Linked DNA regions of Mus musculus: regions 1, 2, 4, 5, 6 and 7 are each linked to region 3. A link is a contact called in public HiCAR-type, HiChIP or PLAC-seq and promoter capture Hi-C data. All regions are on one chromosome and are shown on one strand. Each heading gives the region's core, a stretch centred on a gene start, on an enhancer-like site or on the middle of the called end of the contact. The rest is flanking DNA. Distances are from core to core; before and after follow the strand shown. Region 1 holds the start of Cox7a1 (cytochrome c oxidase subunit 7A1). Region 2 holds the start of Sdhaf1 (succinate dehydrogenase complex assembly factor 1). Region 3 holds the start of Map3k10 (mitogen-activated protein kinase kinase kinase 10). Region 4 holds the start of Zfp382 (zinc finger protein 382). Region 5 holds the start of Thap8 (THAP domain containing 8). Region 6 holds the start of Rbm42 (RNA binding motif protein 42). Region 7 holds the start of Nfkbid (nuclear factor of kappa light polypeptide gene enhancer in B cells inhibitor, delta).

The links. Promoter capture Hi-C pulls out the DNA fragments that hold promoters and counts their contacts. HiCAR-type assays count read pairs that join an accessible place to other places. HiChIP or PLAC-seq counts read pairs in DNA pulled down with a chosen protein or histone mark. Capture Hi-C pulls out chosen DNA fragments and counts their contacts.
Region 1: a contact with region 3 is called in a HiCAR-type map of astrocytes, with 7 times the contacts expected there. The contact joins the promoter of Cox7a1 here to the promoter of Map3k10 in region 3. A contact is called at or near these places in 3 of 39 promoter capture datasets (hippocampal neurons, liver and pre-B cells) and 1 of 115 datasets of contacts at active chromatin or transcription factors (astrocytes).
Region 2: a contact with region 3 is called in a promoter capture Hi-C map of liver, with 5 times the contacts expected there. The contact joins the promoter of Sdhaf1 here to the promoter of Map3k10 in region 3. A contact is called at or near these places in 2 of 39 promoter capture datasets (cranial neural crest and hippocampal neurons) and 1 of 9 other capture datasets (liver).
Region 4: a promoter capture Hi-C map of liver shows a contact between it and region 3, with 7 times the contacts expected there. The contact joins the promoter of Zfp382 here to the promoter of Map3k10 in region 3. A contact is called at or near these places in 1 of 39 promoter capture datasets (liver) and 1 of 115 datasets of contacts at active chromatin or transcription factors (astrocytes).
Region 5: a contact with region 3 is called in a promoter capture Hi-C map of liver, with 4 times the contacts expected there. The contact joins the promoter of Thap8 here to the promoter of Map3k10 in region 3. A contact is called at or near these places in 2 of 39 promoter capture datasets (cranial neural crest and liver).
Region 6: a contact with region 3 is called in a promoter capture Hi-C map of hippocampal neurons, with 2.8 times the contacts expected there. The contact joins the promoter of Rbm42 here to the promoter of Map3k10 in region 3. A contact is called at or near these places in 2 of 39 promoter capture datasets (cranial neural crest and hippocampal neurons) and 1 of 115 datasets of contacts at active chromatin or transcription factors (astrocytes).
Region 7: an H3K27ac HiChIP or PLAC-seq map of double positive thymocytes shows a contact between it and region 3, with 6 times the contacts expected there. The contact joins the promoter of Nfkbid here to the promoter of Map3k10 in region 3. A contact is called at or near these places in 1 of 39 promoter capture datasets (liver) and 3 of 115 datasets of contacts at active chromatin or transcription factors (astrocytes, double positive thymocytes and stem cell-derived neural progenitor cells).

Annotation. Positions count from the first base shown.
Region 1 is chr7:30,182,876-30,185,575 of GRCm38.p6, forward strand. It overlaps Cox7a1 (cytochrome c oxidase subunit 7A1), which reads left to right and starts at 1,296. Exons shown (of 4, transcript NM_009944.3): 1 at 1,296-1,370; 2 at 2,210-2,296; 3 at 2,400-2,484. The coding sequence starts at 1,356.
Region 2 is chr7:30,321,025-30,323,724 of GRCm38.p6, forward strand. It overlaps Sdhaf1 (succinate dehydrogenase complex assembly factor 1), which reads right to left and starts at 1,351. Exons shown (of 1, transcript NM_001033140.3): 1 at 385-1,351. The coding sequence starts at 1,305. The coding sequence ends at 949.
Region 3 is chr7:27,673,194-27,675,893 of GRCm38.p6, forward strand. It overlaps Map3k10 (mitogen-activated protein kinase kinase kinase 10), which reads right to left and starts at 1,388. Exons shown (of 10, transcript NM_001290528.1): 1 at 150-1,388. The coding sequence starts at 831. It also overlaps a transcript of Zfp607b not described here.
Region 4 is chr7:30,120,471-30,123,192 of GRCm38.p6, forward strand. Zfp382 (zinc finger protein 382) reads left to right here and starts at 1,462. Exons shown (of 5, transcript NM_001081007.2): 1 at 1,462-1,606. The coding sequence starts at 1,564.
Region 5 is chr7:30,278,808-30,281,507 of GRCm38.p6, forward strand. It overlaps Thap8 (THAP domain containing 8), which reads left to right and starts at 1,287. Exons shown (of 3, transcript NR_144498.1): 1 at 1,287-1,673; 2 at 1,801-1,892. Wdr62 (WD repeat domain 62) reads right to left here and starts at 1,603. Exons shown (of 33, transcript NM_146186.4): 1 at 1,349-1,603. The coding sequence starts at 1,525.
Region 6 is chr7:30,648,899-30,651,598 of GRCm38.p6, forward strand. It overlaps Rbm42 (RNA binding motif protein 42), which reads right to left and starts at 1,330. Exons shown (of 10, transcript NM_133693.2): 1 at 1,040-1,330; 2 at 686-821. The coding sequence starts at 1,179.
Region 7 is chr7:30,421,842-30,424,541 of GRCm38.p6, forward strand. It overlaps Nfkbid (nuclear factor of kappa light polypeptide gene enhancer in B cells inhibitor, delta), which reads left to right and starts at 1,434. Exons shown (of 11, transcript NM_172142.4): 1 at 1,434-1,662; 2 at 1,794-1,854; 3 at 2,399-2,610. The coding sequence starts at 2,605.

The DNA.
Region 1 (2,700 bases), core at 46-2,545, 2.5 Mb after region 3:
ATACAGAGAAACCCTGTCTCAAAACCTAAACCAAACCAAAAAAAAAAAAAAAAAAAGAAAAGATCTAGGAAGCTTAATTTCAGCTAAAAAAACAATACAAATGCCCCATATTTTTCTCTAAGGGAACAACTCTTTCTCCCTCTGCTCTTTCCATCTCTCCCATCCCCTTCACGACCCCTACCTCCCTACCCTCCTCTCCTCCATCTGTTCACTGTCTATTCTTTTTTATTTTGTTATGTGCATTGGTGTTTTGCCCGAATGTATGTGTCTGTGAGGATGTTGGATCCCCTGGACCTGCAGTTACAGACATAGGTAAACAGCCATGTAGGTGCTAGGAACTGAACCAGGGTACTCTGGACTAGCAGTCAGTGCTCTTAATCGGCAAGCCACCTCTCCTGCCCTCCATTGTCAGTCCTTAAACTGTTTTTTTTTTTTTTTTTTTTTTTTTTTTTGAGACAGGGTCTCTTTACGTAGTGCCTGTAGCAAGGCTGGAACTCACCGTGTAGACCATTGTAGAACAGTGAGCCTCAGAAGTGCAGGAATTAAAGGTCTGGGTCACCACGGCCCGCTTTTCTTTTTTCTTTTTCTTTTTTCTTTTCTTTTTTTTTTTTTTTTTTTTTTTAGTTTTTCGAGACAGGGTTTCTTTCTCTGTGTAGCTCTGGCTGTCCTGGAACTCACTCTGTAGACCAGGCTGGCCTCGAACTCAGAAATCCACCTGTCTCTGCCTCTGCCTCCCGAGTGCTGGGATTAAAGGCGTGTGCCATCACGCCCGCACAGCCCCCCCCCGCCCCTCCCCCCTCCTTCTCTCTCTCTTTTTCTCTCTCTCTCTCTCTCTCTCTCTGTCTCTCTCTCTGTCTCTCTCTCTCTCTCCCTCCCTCCCCCCCTCCCTCTCTCTCTCTCTATCTCTTTAATTTCTTAAATCAGTTCTGGCCTGGTAAATATCTTTATCTGTATCGGGGTGACTCCTTGTTTCCTCAAGAACACTGGGGAAGATCCTGACTTGGCCCTGAGGAAACAAATATGGAAACTAAGGCTCCAAGGTGCAGTGATCACTCATTCAGAAGACAGACATTTATCTCTGCCCTCACTGGCTCCCAGATTATCAGCAGGGTAACCCTAGATAACAGCCAGGGAGTGGCAAGTCCCTGAGCCACTGTCATTGGGGTCAACCCAAATGCGGAAACGATGACTGACAAGTTGGAACACTTTCTCTCTGACCCTATTGGACAAATCTAATTTGGTCACGCCCCACCAGTCTGGGAGTCAGTGGGCGTGGCTTGGGATTCCCTTAGGGTAAAGTGCTGCACGTCCTTGGGCGAAGAGGGGAGGTGACTCGGAGCTGCTGAGGACGCAAAATGAGGGCCCTACGGGTGAGGCCCCAGCACGGGCTGTGTCGGGGTGGAGGGGAACCCCACAACCCAGATGCCTAACCTAAACATGCCAGGATCCGGAGTCTTAGAACAGGTGCACCCTTCAGACTGGGACTTCCTCCCTGGCAGCCTGAGCTTCCAGACAGCACTATCCTTAACATGGTCCAGAACCCTGGGTTTAAGCCTCCGTTTACCCGAGTCCCCCTTAACATCCCAGGGGGCCCTAAAACCAACTCTCATGGAACTTCCAAGCCAGTCTTGCCATCCCTGGAACCTGATTTTCTGGTATTAATCTAGCCCTCTCCTTCAAACCCCATAGCGCCCATTTCACATTCTCAGCACTGGAGTCTCTCACAGCCTGCAGAGAGTTCCAAGCTGTAGCTTCTAGACACCGATTCCCCATCCCCACTCCTTTGTTTGTTTGTTTGTTTGTTTGTATGTTTGTTTTGACACAGGGTCTCCCATAGCCCAGGCTGGTCTCTAACTTGCTATGCAGCTGAATGTCCTTGACCTCCGACCTCCACCTCCCAATTGTAACAACTTATGTGACACCTCCTCTCATTTTCTAAATGCTTACTAAGTAGCCCAGGCTGGCCCCAACTCCTGCTTTCCTCTTGAATGCTGGGATAATAGGCTTCCACCAATGTCTTGACAGATGTCCCCACCCCCAACCCCCACCCCACCCCCGCTCTCACTAGTAACTATCTTGCCTTAAGATATCTTACCTAGTTCTTCATCAGAAATGTAGTCCCCACATCGCAAAGCGCTCCCTTCCTGCGGGATCCACATGAGGGCAGATCTCCAGGTGCTCCCTACAGACCCATCTCCTATCCCTCCAGGTCTCCCAGGCTCTGGTCCGGTCTTTTAGCTCATCTACCAGAAGCCACTTAGAAAACCGTGTGGCAGAGAAGCAGAAGCTCTTCCAGGTAGGCGGGACAGAGTCTCTGGACCTAATGAGGGGTGGGGGTCGCTGGGCAGGTGGAGGTCTGTGCAGGAGCCAGCAACCCTGTTCTCACCCCTCCAACTCAGGCCGACAATGACCTCCCAGTACACTTGAAAGGCGGGGGAATGGACAACGTCCTGTACAGACTGACCATGACGCTGACTCTGGGGGGTAAGTGCAGGACCACTGGCTTGCTCTGGTCATAAGAATAGCCAGGGTCCTCGGGCAGTGGTGGCGCATGCCTTTAATCCCAGCACTTGGGAGGCAGAGGCAGGCGGATTTCTGAGTCTGAGGCTAGCCTGGTCTGCAGAGTGAGTTCCAAGATAGCCAGGGCTACATAGAGAAACCCTTTCTCGAAAACAAAACAAAACAAACAAATAATAATAA
Region 2 (2,700 bases), core at 101-2,600, 2.6 Mb after region 3:
TTGAGGCCTGCCTGGGTTAAGTGAGTCCATGTCTTAAAAAGAACAAAAACTAAAGCAACCAGGATCACCTTGCTAAATAAAACTGAAGCTGAGAGATGAGCAGAGAGCTAGCCTCCTGTGATGGGGTTACGCAAGTGAGGTCAAAGTCTTATGTAAAAAGTGTCACAGAATCTTTTTCTGTCACACACCAAGCCTTAGCTGGGTCCCCTTTGCTCCCACCTGCCTCTTCAACCTTGGCATGGCCGTACATGCCTATAATCTCAGAGTTTAGAAGGCTGAGTCTGAAGGAGGTGAATGCTGAGACCAGCCTAGGCTATATTATATAACAAGACTCTGTCTCAAAAGAAAAAGCAAAGACCCCTAATAAAAGAATCAACAAGATTGTTAAGACAACAAGGAAGTGAGCACACCTCACTTTTATTTCCTTTATGCAAGAATCCTGAGGACTAACAGGAGTAGGGACTAGGGATTCTCCAAGAGTCTCAGGCTCATCAGCTGAGATGAGCTAGTGTAATCTCCCTCATGAACCCGGTTCTTCACAACGAGTCAGACTGCCAAGTTTCTCACGGTTCATCAGGGTATTCTATTAAACGAGCGCGGCAAAAAGTCTGTCTTCTCCACGTTAAAAACAGCAAGGGGCGGGGAGTGAGGAGGTGGGTGTGTTCTTAAGAAGTCAAGAGAGCTGTCTGTCAAGAGGTGCCACGGCCCCGATGGGAGGAGAAAGTGCGCCTGTGCTCTCTCTTTGACTTTGGGTTGGTGTATCACAGCATGTCTTATGCAGTCCGCCAGTGCCACAGAATGCCCGGAACCTCCTTGGTGAGGGAGTGTCTGATCTCTCACTATGCATCGGGAAAATTCGGTTATCTCTCAAGACATCTCAGCTTCCATTTAGATGAGTTCACGATCCTCCCCAAACTGTCAGAAGGAACCTTCCTCTAGGTCTGTCTGTCACCGTCCATCGGATCGCGTCTCCCGCGCCCCTGTATCTTCACAAGAATTCTTTGGGGCACCACCATCATCCAGCCTGGTCCCCGGGGCTGTCGCGTCGCCGGGCTCTTCAGCCGGACCCCGCGGGCGCACGAAGGTACCCATGGCCGTGGCGTGGCCCGAACGCAGCAGCTGTAGCTGGCGCCGACCCCGGCGATACAGATACTCGATACGCAGCACGTCGGTTCGCGGAAGGCTGGCGTGCTGCCGGAACTCGGCCCGCACCCGCGCCTCGGCGCCCGGCGTCCCGCGCCCGGCGCGCAGCAGCTCGCGGTACAGGCTCAGAACTTGCCTCTGCAACCGGCTGGGCCGGCTCATGACCGCGGCGTCGCGGTGAGGCCCCACACTGGCCGGAAGGACCGCCCCGACACACAGTGCTGAGAAGCTAACGGGCAGGGCTACTGGCACGTCTGCCAGAAGTCCCGCCTCCTGCTCACCGGCGCTGCCGCATCTGATTGGCCAGTACTGCAGTACATCTTGGCTGGCTCTGGAAGTGGGCGGAGTCTCTGGTGCTCCGGGCCACTCTAAAGAGTAGTTTTTGAGTGCCTTACAGTCCTGGATATTTCTGAACTTGAGTGGAAGCATGGGGAAGGGCCTAAGCGGTTAGACTCTGGAAAGAGTGTAGGAGGAGATAGTTCTGAGCCCTCGGAAGATTGAGAGCGAAGGGATCGAACCCGGGGCTCACCAGAAGGCAGAGGGATATTGGGAAGGGATGAGCAGTTTTTAAAAAGATCTTTACTATTTTGGGGGCTGGAACGTGCATAAACTGACGACATGACCGCTCCGTGGTACGGCCAAGCGAAAACTTTTTGTTTGTTTGTAGATATGAGAGAGAGGACAGCCAGAGGCATCTAGAAGAGTCCAAAATAGAGAGGAAGTAGACTGCATAGCCAGGGCTGTCTGCGAGAGGGGAGAGAATATTGTTGAAGTTAAGGATTAGCCACACAAACCACTGGGAGACACCAATGTCAGTAGGGTATCGGAACGGTTTACTGAACACACATATCAACACTGATTAATCAGGGATGCACACCCTAGCCAGTTTTCAGGGCCAGTTTTTATATGGGAAAACCCACGAACAGGTGCATTTGGCTATCTAGACAAAGCCGTACTGTATGACCTTTAAGCTGATTGGCTGGGTCTAGAGGCAGGAAGTCTAGGGAATTTCCATAGGTCTCGAGGCTCCATACAGCAACATGATGTTATAGTCAAAGAACATTAGGTCAGACTAAGGTCATGAGCTACAAAATGAAGGTTGAGGCAGTATAGCAGAACTATTGTCAGGTTTAAAACGTAATAGCAGGAGATAGTGAACAGAGAAAACAGAAGGAGGAGAGAGTGTAGAGAGAACAGTGTGAATATCAGGATAGTGGGAATGAGTAAGTATCTGGGGGAGGGAAGCTAGTGAGCTGGAGGGAATTTAGGGGATTGGAGTTTTAGTCAATGTTCAGTAAACAACTTAAATGAATCTGTCTCATCTTTCTTATCTATGTCTTAATAATAATCTGTTTTACCTGGTGGTGCAGACATTTAATCCCAACACCTGGGAGGCAGAGGCAGACATCTCTGAGTTCAAGGCTAGCCTGGTCTACAGAGTGAGTTCAAGGACAGCCAGGAAAACCCTGTCTTGAAACACAAAACAAAACAACCCCTCCCCCAAACTCCCAAACCCCGTCTTATTATTTTTCCATCTAAGTTGTTTGCTGAACTCTT
Region 3 (2,700 bases), core at 138-2,637:
CTTTTCTTATTAATACAACCAAAGTCCCCCTTCACCTGGCCCTGCTTGCCCCATGCAGTGCCATCTGCTGTCCATTGCCCTTTCCAACGATCTGGGCTTGGCCTCATAAGATTCAGCGGAAGAGTTTTGGGAGAGAGGATACCACTTACTGTTGATGGACTTGAGGTCCCGGTGAATGATGGGCACAGGGGCATCATTGTGTAGATAGTTCATGCCCCGAGCCACCTGCACAGCCCAGTTGACCAGCACATGAGGGGGGACCCGGCGACCTGCCAGTACCCTGCTCAATGCACCTCCCCGAGCATATTCCATCACCAGGCAGAGGTTTGGGGGGCTGAGGCAGGCGCCCCTCAGGGCAATGATGTTGGGGTGCTGCAGGGCTCCAAAGAGCCGGGCCTCCTGGCGGACCTGCTCCGCTGTCACTGCCGGGTCCCGTTCAGGGTCCAGCCGAGCGGCCTTGACCGCTACTTCCTCTCCACGCCATACGGCGCGATAGACTTTGCCAAAGCCCCCGACACCGATGATCTCCTCCAGCTGCAGCTCGTGGAAGGGGATCTCCTGTGGCAGCTGGAGGTCTGAGGGTGCGGCGGGTGCAGCGGGGGCCACGTAGTTGCTGGGGAAGACGCCCACACGGCCGCTGGGCAGCTGCCCTGTCCACCAGCCCTCATCTCCAGACACCGCACAGTCCTGGGAAAGCACCTGGACGCGGTCGCCTCTCCGCAGGGTCAGCTCCTCGTCGCCCACCGCCTCGTAGTCGAACACGGCGGTCCACACTGGCCCCGCGGGGGTCGCGCCCCACTCTCTGGCCGCCGCCCCCTCCTCCTCCTCCATGGGGGAGGGGCCGGGGGCTGCGGGAGGCCGCTTCACGCAGGCTGCCCGCGGAATGCTGAGCGCGGGGCCGGGAGGCCGGGATGGGAGACAGTCCCTGCGGACCCCGGGGGGCTCCTGGGGACCATAGCTGGGGGAGGGGCCTCCGCTGGAGCGAAGGAATTAAAAAGAAAAAAAACCCCAAAAACCTAAAAAACACCTTTTTCAAACGATAGGACCGATCCCTCGGATTTGGCTGTGCAGGAGAGGCGTTAGGTTCACCTGTCCCCAACGATGTCAGGGCGCAGGGAGGGCCGGGTCGAGCGGGGCCCGCCGGCGGAGGCCGAGGCCGAGGGCAGCAAGCGGCCGCCCCTCCCCGCGCCTCTCACCCCGCGCAGCTCCACCGGCGGCCCCCGGCTCCGCATCCTCAGCCACGACCGCAGGGCCGGGCAGGGATGGCGGCGCCCCGGGGGCGGCCGCCCCGGGATGGGGTGGCGCGCCCCTCGGCCTCCTCACGCGAGGAACGCGTGGGCGGCCCCCATCCTCCTCAGCCGGCTCCTGGTCGGCCCCCTAAGTCCCTCTCCCCGCCGGGGCTCTTGGCGGTGTCCAGTGACGTGTTTATGCTGCCGCCGCGATGCCGCCTGGGAGTTGTAGTCCCAAGCTGCGAGGCCTTGGGTTCGTCCCAGGCTACATGAGCCCTGGTCCTTAGGCCCTATCTCCTATCAGGGCGAATGAACCAACGCTTTCTACAAGCCCTGCAGGAGACCCGTTCATGTTGGAGTTCACGGTAACTGACTCATTTAGCCAAGGGAAACATAGGAGCTGAATGAATGGAGATTACGGACCGATACTCCTAAAGCGGTTCGGACAAGGTTCGCAGGATAGTCTCTAGGGTCCCTGGCTGGAAGTGCATGCTGGGAAATGTAGTTCGTTCGTGGACCATTGCGCTCCTTGAACCACCTGCTTCAGAGAGCAATGGGTGACTGGAGCAAGTTAACGCACAGACTTGTGCTGCCTCTTTGGGCAGGAGCAGGCTGGAGGGCGAAGTGTACTGTCTCGAAGATTTCATAGCCAGATTTGCTTGCCTCACCAGCTATGGGATCACTGGCATCTGCAGTAAGAACTTGTCTATACTCTTCTGCCTCCTATAATGAGCTTCAGTTTGGAGAGAGGGGGCTGAAAGGAGGGGTTTCCGGGGGTGGGGGCTTTGCTCAGATGATGTCATTAAATCTTCACGAAGAGCCTCATTTACAGGTGACTCAGAGAAACAAACTCACTTTGTTCAAGATTGCTAAATTATAAATGGCAAAGCAAGAGTCAAGGGCAGTTTAAAAGAAATTGAAAAATTGAAAAACAAACACTGTCAGTGATCGTATTTTTAAATTGTGTGTGTGTGTGTGTGCGCGCGCGCGTGCGTGCGTGCACGCACCCAAAGAGGGCGTTGGATCTCCTGGAAACTTCAGTCACAGGCGGTTGTGAGCCACCCCATGTGGGTGCTGGGGACCCAAATTCAGGTTCTCCGCAAAAGCAGCATATGCCCTTTAGAGCTGACCCATCTTTGCCCCCTACGGTAACTAAGATTCTGGTTGAGTTTATTTGTGGGACAGGCAAAGAACTGACTGAGAGGGACAAAGGTGTGCGTGTGTGGAGCTTTATTGAGGCAAGCTGACAATCGCTGAGTTGGGAGTCGTTACAAGGGCTCTGTGTTTAGCATTTTATAAGACTTATGGGTCCTCTCATCTTAACATTTTGCCTAGGCATTTGTCCTTCTAACCTTTCTCTAAGGAAGGAAACAACCCTGGCAGGAAGGCCGTTTCTCTACCTGCCTATATATTTTTCTAACTTATCCTCAGCACCATGTTTTTAGAATGCTGCCTTTCTATGTATAGAATG
Region 4 (2,722 bases), core at 212-2,711, 2.4 Mb after region 3:
GGGTTAAAAGTTTAAATATTTAGGACAACTTGTGTTATTAAATATTTTTCTCAGTGAAACTACTAAATCGGGGGTGGGGGTGGGGGGACGGGTGACCATAGTAAAACCTGTATATATTTAAAGCACTTTTTGTTTTTGTTTTGTTTTGTTTGTTTTTGGTTTTTTGAGACAGGGTTTCTCTGTGTAGCCTTGGCTGTCCTGGAACTCACTCTGTAGACCAGGCTGGCCTCGAACTCAGAAATCCACCTGCCTCTGCCTCCCAAGTGTTGGGATTAAAGGCATGTGCCACCACTGGCCAGCCTTAGCAATTTTTTTTTTCCTAAAGTATTGGGAAAGAAATCTATTTTGAACAACGTGAGGAAATGGGTTGAAAAATTGACAGAGTCCTGCACTAAGAACAGAGCGAATCAGCTACAAAGTCTAGTACATTTTAAAAATCGCATTTCATCAATACAATAACCTTTTTGATAGTAGGGTTTTCCTTCACAAGAAAATCATACAATTGAGATTAAGTAGCACTTTCAGATGGAACAGTATTTGGTCCAAAATAGAATCAATCGGTGTGGCTTCGTCTATGGAATAACTGATTAATGCATCATATTGGATATAAATCCTTGGAAAATTATTAATGACACATAACTTCTAAAACAATCTTTGGAATCCTATCCTTAGAACTTCAATATCCTATCTTCGCTTGCACTTCAATCTGGGGGGGGGGGGGACGACGACGACGACTCCCATTGTGAGATCTCCATACAAGGCTGTGTGGTTTTTAAACCTGAATCGTCGTTCTAGGTTTCAAATACCAACTTTCTCCTTAATAGCCAAGTCACTCCACGCTGTGTAGTCTGGCAATGTCACCGGTGAGGCGACAGAGGCAGTGACAGAAACCTCAGCACACATTCCAAGAAATCATGGAACTTTTCATTGCCATCCCTTTACCCTCACCTCCCTGTCGGAGGAAGAGAAACCTTATGCGTTCTCTGAATTACCCTTGGGAAAGACATTGCGTACAGACTGAACAAGAATGCAACAGAGGCCACCCCTCGCGCTTTTCGACAGTTACAAGACATAATTCTCAGCCTAGGGTGGTCAAAATGAAATTCTACCAAACTCAGAAGTCAAAGGGGGTGGGGGCTGCGTCGGTCCCAATAGGATCAAAGCACAGTGCTGTCACAAGATCAATTGGTCACAGTATGGGATCGCAAACCGCTCGGTCCGCGTTCAATCACCCAAACCTAATCAGAATCAGTCTCAGAGCTCCCCTGTGGGCACACCCCACACTGACGCAGCCATGCACTCCCGCGCGCGGCCACAGACCGTAGCAGGCAGCTGACTCCCACCCGCCCCAGCCAAGGGGACGCTGGTGCAAGCGCGGGGCGAGGGAGAGGCGCGCGCGGCAACTAACGGGCCGCCCCGGAGGCTCCTGGGAGAGCGAGCCCCCGGCGTGAGTGCGCAGGCGTAGACGGCTGAGCGGAGGCGGGGCGGTTCGAGACGTTGGGAGAGGCTGAGGACCGCAGTGGATGCTCCGGATCTGGAGGGCGACCGAGAGATCGAATCCAGATGGGAAGACCGGGGAGGAAACCGAGAGGCCGAGCCAGGCCTGGTAATTTTGGGGAGGAAGAAGGTTAAGGAAGCGGGACCGGGACACTCAACGGCTGCACAGGGCCTCGGGTGTGGCCCGTGGGCGTGACACCGAGGATGACTGCCGGTGACCCGAAGGGGTAGTTTTCGTGTTAAACTCGAGGACACTCTGTCGCTGGGAACAGGTCCCTGGGCATCACGAGCGTTGCGTGTGAGGATGTGGGGAGCATGTTGTGGTTTGGCTCCCTCAGCTCATCCTGATTATTTGGGGGCGGGAGGGAGAGCCATAAAGTGATCGCGATCTTCTTGGATGTGAAAGCTGGATGGCGGGATTTTGCTTAGGGTTATAGCGGCCTGCGTCTATTTTTAGATTGGGTATGACTCCTGTAGGAGATTGGAGAATTGAAAGTGATTTGTGAACGTGATTGTGAGTGATTTTGCCTGGAATTCTATCATGTTCTGTCCTCGTGAATGACATGTGAAGCAGTAGGTTGATTTTTCTGAAGGATGTTTGAAAGGTTATCACTAAGCACACGTGTGTGTTCTTCTGTAATTTCTCATAATTTTGTGTGTGTATTTTTTTGGGGGGGGATTTTTTTCCCCCGAGACAGGCTGTCCTGGAAATCGCTTTGCAGACCAGGCTGGTCTCAAACTCAGAGATTCACCTGTCTCTGCCCTCTGCCCTCTGCCCCCTGCCCCCTGCCCTCTGCCCTCTCCCCCCGCCCCCCCCCGCCCCCTCGCCCCCCCGCCCCCCGCCCCCCCGCTGTGATTTAAAGGCATGTGCCTCCACCACCTGGCTTGTAGTACCGTTAATATTTAAATGGTTGAGGTATGCTGTGCGATCACGTATGTGTAATTTTTTTTTTAGACAGGTTCATTATCTATACCAAGTTGCCTCTGAACTCTCTCGTAGCACAGGGTGGCCTAAAACTTGGCAGTGATTCCCCCTACTTTAACCTCCCAACTGCTGGGATTCCGTGTGGTGTGTGCACCACCAAGCCTGGAAGTTATGTACTATTTGATTATCAGATTAGTACCAGCAAGCCTGCTTGAGAAAAATTTGAAGTAGTAACTTAGCAAATATAAAGATACTAATGTTGGAATGGAATAGGTAAGATTTTCATAATTCCCCGTGGTG
Region 5 (2,700 bases), core at 37-2,536, 2.6 Mb after region 3:
TGAATTGTTCCTGGTTTTGTGCCCCTCCAGGTGTAGGAGATAGGAGTGAGTCTATTTCAGATTATTCATTACACTAAGTATTGTTATTTCTTTATATGTCTCGATGGAAAAACATGTTTTTGCCATGTGTGTCACTTGTCCTTGTGACTCCTCTTAACCCTCAGGGTACAAACTGTCTGCTGCTCAGACTAAAGTTGGCTACTACAGGAGACTTTAGCTTGCCTCATTTATGACTCCATTCTCCCAGGTCCCACTGCCTCTAGACTAGTAGCCAATAGCTCCGTAGGTAAAAGCCCTTGGGGCCAAAGCTGACTCTGGGAGAATGAACTCTCAAAAGTTGACCTCAGCCAGTCTGGTCTACACAGCCAGTTCCAGGTCAGCCAAGGCTACACGGAGAAACCCTGACCAAAAAAAAAAAAAAAAAAAGTTTTACTAATAGCATTCCTTCTACCCAAAGTCATTTCTTTCTGTGACTCAAATTTTGTGGAACTGTTTTGTACACCCTGCTCCCCAGGCAGCAGTGCTAAGATTTTTACATTCTCCATAATTTTAAGCCGTAAGTAGATAAAAATCAGTTCTAGTGAAGGAACAGGAAAGAAATCAGGAACAGAAAAAGGAAGGAAGACCAAGAAATGTTACGCAAATAAGCCAGGCAAGTACTCCGGAGGCAGAAAGGTAGATCTCAGAGCTCACAGCCAGCCTGCTGGTCTACAGAATGAATTCAGTCACAAAGAAATCCTGTCTCAAAAGGAAAAAACAAACAACAAAAACAAAAAACAAAAAAACCACAACAATATAACAACAACAACAAAACCCACAACAATATAACAACAACAAAACCAGGGGAATGTTAACCAAATAGGGGCCTGGAAGAGCACACCTTACCCCGAGGCGCTACAGAGGAGGCGTGGCAAGAGCCAACAGGCCAGCCTCTCGCTCAGACTCCGATACAGCACACTGGTGGCTGCAGTGGTCCCCAGCCCTATTCCAATAAAATCAAAGACACACTGGAATGAAAGGGATAAGTGTCTTAGGTCACTCACTGAACAGTAAAGTGATATTAGAGATGATTTGTAAATGCAAAACCATTTCCCGGGAGTTAGAACTAAAATAAAGCAATGTGCCAACTCTAAGTGGAGCCAGAAAGATGGGCAGCACCAAACCCTGAAGCCAGCAGGAACGCAGGGGGAAAGCCTCTGCCAAGGGGGCGGGGCTTCCGGACCAGGCGGGCCTGGGAAGCCGCCTGAGGGAGCAAATAAAGAAGCGATGGGAGGGACCGAGGCCCCGAGGCGGGACCAAGGTGGCAGAGAAGCCCGGAGTTGGGTAAACAGGACGACCAGCCTCTCACCCGGTTCTGCACAGTGTCCTCGGGAGCCGCCGCGAGTCGCGTCCGCCGCCGGAGGCAGAGCGGTGGGGCAGGAGGCGGGGAGGACTGGTTTCTCCGCGCCGGAACTCCCGCCATGACAGAGGACAGCTTTTCTATCGTGTCACTCCGCGTATAACCTCCGGCCGCTAAGGCAGCCATCATGCTGTCGGAGACCAGTGTCCGTTACGCTTCTTAACAGCCGCCTGTAGCCAGCACCCACTCGAATAGCGAATGGCCGCGGGAAAGCCGGCGCCACCGCCCATTGGACGCAGCCGGCACCCCGGCTGGCCAATCACAAAGCTTCCGGGTAGGCTCATTGCCCAATGGGAGATAAGAGGCGGAGCTAAAGGAAGGTGGGGCCAGGGCCTGTCTATTTCACTGCTTACTGAGTCTGGCTGGGTTTCTCTACTAACCTGTGCTTTCTCTGTTCATAGACACACAGCTTTTAACTTTGATGGAGCTCATCCTGTCTTTTGCAACAGTCCCGGGAAGTTATTCAAGCTGTACCAGTCTCATGGATATAGGGGTAGGGTGAAGCCAAAGAGCCGTGGGCTTGGGGTCGGGAACAACACCGCCCTACTCTTGCCTATACAAATAGTGAGGTTTAGGATTGCGAAGATTGTAGCCAGCTGCTCTCCATCCCGTGATTGGGGCGTAGCCGCGGTAGCACGAGGAACATTTTGTACGCATGCGCCCTCAGTTTCCCCTGTCACGTGTTGCAGTGTTGCTCTTCCCTGGGATGACGTGAGGCGGATGGATTGCTCGGGGACCCGGACAGGGTTTGGCCCAGACTCAAGTGTTATTGCTGACTGGGCAGGACTGGCCAGGGTAGGACAGCTACACATAAGTACATTAGGGCTCCAACACTTTGGGGCGCCTGGGCAGGGACAATTGGCCTGGGAGATTCGAACATGGGGCGTGGCCCTGGGAGGGGCGGGGTTGGTCCAGCTTTGAGTCTTGGGAGCTACTGCTATGAAGCTGTAGATAGTTCATTGCTACCTTGGGAGCGGAAGGGGTGAGAGGGATGTGCACACACATCATTCTCCCTGTTCATTTTTTGGCTTATTTTTCTCTTTAAACGGTTTTCTGGGGCATCACAGGTTGAGGTATGCAACGGTGTCCCCACCACTAGAATGTCAGCCCCTCCCTGAAGCCAACAAATTTTATCCCATTTCCTGTTATTCCTAGGTTGCTAGACTAATGCCTAACACATACTATTGTCCATCAAATGTTTGTTGGAAGGGTTTGATTTTTAGCCCAGAAGTCTGTTGGGGTTTGGGAAGCGTCGCACAAACCGCTTAAAAACCGATCTCAGTTAAACAGGACTGGTTTAT
Region 6 (2,700 bases), core at 80-2,579, 3.0 Mb after region 3:
AGATTATTACTAAGCTGCATCCCAGCCCACCTAATAACTGTGAACAGAATAAACACGTTTTCTCTGCTGGTGTTCCTCTAAATAGTTCCCCCCTGTTTCCTTCTTTCCTCGGCTTCTTTCTTACAGCTGACTATTAAGCACCTGGAATATTATCCATGAGTCTTGGGAATGACAACACAGATATACATTTTAATATTGTTTTGGTTTTTTTGTGGTGGTAGTGGGCTTAGAAAATAGGACTCTGCCAGGCTAAGTGCTCTACCACTGAACTACACCCCAAATCTGTGAATAAAAACTTTCAAGAGATTTTTTTTTTTGTTTGTTTTTCGAGACAGGGTTTCTCTGTATAGCCCTGGCTGTCCTGGAACTCACTCTGTAGACCAGACTGGCCTCGAACTCAGAAATCCACCTGCCTCTGCCTCCCGAGTGCTGGGATTAAAGGTGTGCGCCACCATGCCTGGCTCAAGAGATGTTTATATAGAATAATCTAACACTGCAGAAAGTTCTACCGGACAGGCACTGTAGAATATTAGTTTCCAATGGATTAAATATACTGTCTTGCATCCTGAGTCCCTGGCACTTAAGTGGTCATGCCAGCCAAAACATCAATCGCTGTCCATAGATAAGCCCTTATTGGGACCAAACCATTCTGTTCTCCCGACTCAAGCTGTAGCTCTCACCTTACCTGTTGGTATGTGTTGGTGGCGATAATTGGGCGGATCACAGGAGCTGGGGGGACCTGCATCGCTTCTACCGTGGGCACCGCAGGCACAGCAGTTGGGATTCCGGTCACCGGAGCTCCCAATACTTCTTGCTCAAACCTGGGGGAGCGGGACAGATACCATAGGTCAGGTCTCACCAAGCCTGAGGTGCTGGGTACTTCTCCACCGCGCCTTCATCCCAGCTAATGCCTCCCCGCATCCCTCGGGTCCCACGGCCCCTTATGGAACCACATCTCAACCTTCTGAAGACCTGGAGGCTACAGGGTTAATTGGGTTTGCCCGGGAACAGCTTTTATTTCTCCTACTCAGGGCCTTACAGGGCCATCTCCGCCTCCATTTCTTTCAAGCGTTCCTCGCCGCTCTTGCCCGGGATGCCGACACCAGGCCCCGGGACCACCGGCCCTCCCGCCACCGGGAGTCCCGGAGCCGGCCCTGCTCCGGCCATCGCTGATGCCATAGCCTTCACCGCTCCTTCCAGCAGCCGCAGCGGGTTCTACGGTCGAGTCCCTGTCGTCTCAGGGTGGGAGCCGGCCGATGACGTATGGACTACCGCGACGGATGCGCTGCGTGAGGACGTAGTTTAAGAACAGGGGCTGAGACTTGGCCACACCCCCAGAGCGAGCAAAAGCCAATTAGAGTGTCGGAAAGTCAGGGCCCCGGAAGGGCCTCTAATCTGACAGACGCGGCTGTACGGATAGGCCCCGCCCTCGTAGAGAAAGGTGGGCGAATGAGAGCGAAGCAACGTCACTTTGACCCACCCCGCTGTGGAAGCCGGAACTTTGAGGAGGCACGGAAGTTCGGAGGTCCTTCCAGAAGTTTGTAAACACTGCAAAGCCAGGGTAGGAGTCTTTTGCACTCGGTGGACAGATACACTGCCAGGGGTCAGTTCATTATTCTTTTTTTGAATAAAATTTAATTTTACTGACTACCTCCATGGTTTTCTTTTTTTCATTTTGGGGTTTGGTTTGGTTTTGAGCCCAGGTATGGAACTTCCTAGGTTGACATAGGCTTTCAAGTGCTGGGATTATGGATACAGAACAAAATATTGGCTTTTAAAAAAGATTTATTTATTATTATATCTAACTACACTGTAGCTGTCAGACACACCAGAAGAGGGTGTCAGATCCCATTACAGATGGTTGTAAGCCACCATGTTGTTGCTGGGAATTGAACTCAGGACCTCTGGAAGAGCAGTCAGTGCTCTTAACTGCTGAGCCATCTCTCCAGCCCCCCAAATATTGGCTTTTATACTAGAGATATCTAGAGAGAAGTGTGGAGGTACATGTCTTTAATCCCATAATTTAGGAGATAGCCATGCAGATCTCTGGATTTAAGGTCAATCTACAGAGCAAGTTCCAGGACAGCCAAGCTTAGGCAATGAGGGAGGTGGAAAACAGAAAGCTGGTAATAGAATGGGGTTGGGGGTGGGGTGATGTTCCAGCATGTGGCTCTGGCTTTAGAGTGAAAAAGAGAAGAGACTACTGGGACAATTGATGCTGGTTAGCTGGAGCTAAGAAATTAGCGGTGATTAAGAAGAGACCAGCTGAGCCGGGTGTGGTGGCGCACGCCTTTAATCCCAGCACTCGGGAGGCAGAGGCAGGTGGATTTCTGAGTTCGAGGCCAGCCTGGTCTACAGAGTGAGTTCCAGGACAGCCAGGGCTACACAGAGAAACCCTGTCTTGGAAAAAAACAAACAAACAAACAAACAAAAGAGACCAGCATCTGGGGCTGTAGAGATGGCTCAGCGGTTAAGAGTACCAGATGCTCTTCCAGAGGACCTGGGTTCAATTCTCAGCAACCACATGGTGACTCCCAACCATCTGTAATGGGATCTAATGCCCTCTTCTGGTGTGTCTGAAGACAGTTTTTTTTTTTTTTTTTCTTTTGGTTTTTTGAGACAGGGTTTCTCTGTGTAGCCCTGGCTGTCCTGGAACTCACTTTGTAGACCAGGCTGGCCTCTGCCTCCCAAGTTCTGGGA
Region 7 (2,700 bases), core at 184-2,683, 2.7 Mb after region 3:
CTGGGGGTAAAGCGAGGAACGCGCCTTTCTGGATGCTTTGAAGGTTGGCTGGAGCGTAAAGCTGGGCCCTGAGAATTGATTCTGGACGTTGAAGAGGAGAGGCTGGGATCCTGGACTTCTGAGTCCTTGGGAGTGTTGGACATCCTTGGGAGTTGGGGTGCAAGGACTGAGAGGCCTGATACCGGGGGTTCTCTAAGAGGACGAAGTGACCCGGACTCCTTCACCCAAGGAGGGGCTGCATTGCATCCTTGAAATTGCGGTTATGGACGCAGGTTTGGGCCTCGAAGGTCGGGCGCTGGACCTCAGGAGTCCACTCTGGTAGAGAGCAGCCCCGCCCTGGGACTTCCCAGAGCACCACTGGTGCAGGGTGCCCGGGCCGAACAGGAATTCCCCGTGCGCGGGGATTCCACGGGCGCCGCGCTTCGCTGCGTGCCCCGCCTCCGAGCCAGACACCTGCGGCGCGCGCGTGCGGAGCGGAACTGGGAGGTGGAAGATTCCCTTGCGTTAGCGCCGTGACGTCAGCGCGCGGCGTCTCGTCTCGAGGGTTTCCGAGTCAGTCCTCGGCTGACTTTAACCCTTCTCGCGCTGGAGTCTGAGCTGGGAAGTCTGGGCTGGGGATTTGCTCTTCTTGGGTCGAGGGAACCGGATTTTCAGGTCTCAGAGGAGACTGAGGGTCTGTACTCTTGGGTTCTGGGTGAATGGATTGTGCCAATGGGATACAGGGGCATCTCCGGGATGGTTGGTCCCTGCTATTCCCAAGTTTGCCGAGGTGGGGGCGGGAGCTTTGCGACTCCAGATCCCTGGATCATTGAGGAACTACACCGCTACTGATTTGGTGGATCCTGGCAGAGAGGCTAGAGCAAGAGTGGTGATCCCAAGACTTGGAGAGGAGCAACTCACCCTTTCCTGTGCTGAGGACTCTGGGCTTACGTTCTACCATCCACCCAGCCTTGCGCCCAGCCCCACATGTCAGATTCTAGAACAGAGAAACATTTTGTTGTTGTTTTGAGACAGAGGTCTCAGGTAGTCCAGGTTGGCCTCTCACTTCGTTTATAGATGAGTCTGGCCTTAACACCTGACCCTCTGCCACCACCTCGCTGGGATTGCAGGGGTGTGCCTCTACTCCTAGTTAAAACAGAGATATTGGGAACCTGGAAATGCCTTTTCGGGAAGTTGAGATTAGCAAACCCCAGTCCTCCACTCCTAGTGTTAGGACCTGGTCGCCTAGGTTGGGATTTTTAACGGATGTGGTGGTGCTTCCGAGGAGCCCGGTGTCTCCGGAGAAGATAGATGCTTCAGAGAAGTGCTAGCCTCCCCACTTCCTCAGTTTCCACTACGGTGGTGGAAAGTTGGTGCGGAGGAAAAGCGTGGAGGAAAAGGAAGGAAATGGCGGAGGCGGGGCCCTGCACTCAACATCTTCTGTTGGCTTTGTAGTTCTCCAGCTCGCTCGAAGGAAAGGAGGGCGCCCACATGCACTCCCAGCCACCCACCGCTGCCACCGAGGCTGCATTCGGGTGACTTAAACATTCCTGATGACTTCCTTCTGTCTTCCCACACACAGTGAGTCGGCCTGAGCGTAGTCACTGCCCAACACAGACGGTAAAGAAGCTTCTGGAAGAACAGAGGCGCCGACAGCAGCAGCCAGAGGCTGCTGGGGTGCCGGTGAGTCTCTGGAAGTCGCCATGTGCGCTGGGGGAGATGGGAGTTGTAGTCCTGACTCTGAGGCTCTGCAGGTGGGGGACAGACCTGGAAGAATCTTCCAGATTCATAAATTCATTTCCTTTACATTGCAGGGACACTTCTCCCCTCCTCTGGTCCAGCCACTGACTCCATCTGTGAATGAGGCAGAGCCAGGTAAGAATAAAGTTAGCTCCTAGCCCAGCTTCTCTTAGACTCAGGCATCCCAGCTCTTAGACCTTTGGGGACCGAGGAGTCAGGCAGCTCTCATTATTCTTGAGCCATATGGGAAATTTTGATGACCAGCCTGCCATCGTTGCACATGTCTATATTCCCAGTACTCCGGAGTTGAGGGGGGGCGGATTGCCATTGGGTTTGAGGTCATGTGGTTTTTTTTTTTTACTAGCAAGTTCCAGGCCACCTAGAGCTATCTAAGACACCTTGTCTTATAACCAAAACCCCTGGAATTTGACGTTGGTTTTCAGTAGCCCAGTAGTCCATGAATAGTGTCCTTCAAGCATCCAGGGTTTAAGACTCCAGGACTTCAGATCCCAGTTGCTTGAGATCCAGTAGGCCTGGCATCGCAGCTTGCTGATGCCCCAGGACTGGAGGACCCAGCTCCTCAGTGTCTCAGGACCTCTGGAGACTCCAGGTTTACCTTCCCTGGCCATGTCTCCAGGCTGTAATAACAGGCTGGTTCTGACCACCCTCTCTGTTTCAGGCCATACTCATTTCCCTGCCTTCCAAGAGACTGTGGATTCCGGACCTGGCAACCTGGCTCCCCCTTCAGGCTTTGCAGACTGGGACCCTAGCATCCATGCTACCTATACAGAGGGCTCTTTCCCATTCTCTGCTTCTGAAGGCTTCCTGACTCCTGATTTCTACCCTCCGTCAGACCCAGGCCGGTCAGGCCCATTTCCCCTGGTGATGGAGGTAAACTATAGGGTGGGGACAGATGCTTAAGGGCCCCTAAAAACTTCTCAGTGGTGCTGAGCCTAGTGGCGCAGGCTTGTCATCCCAGCT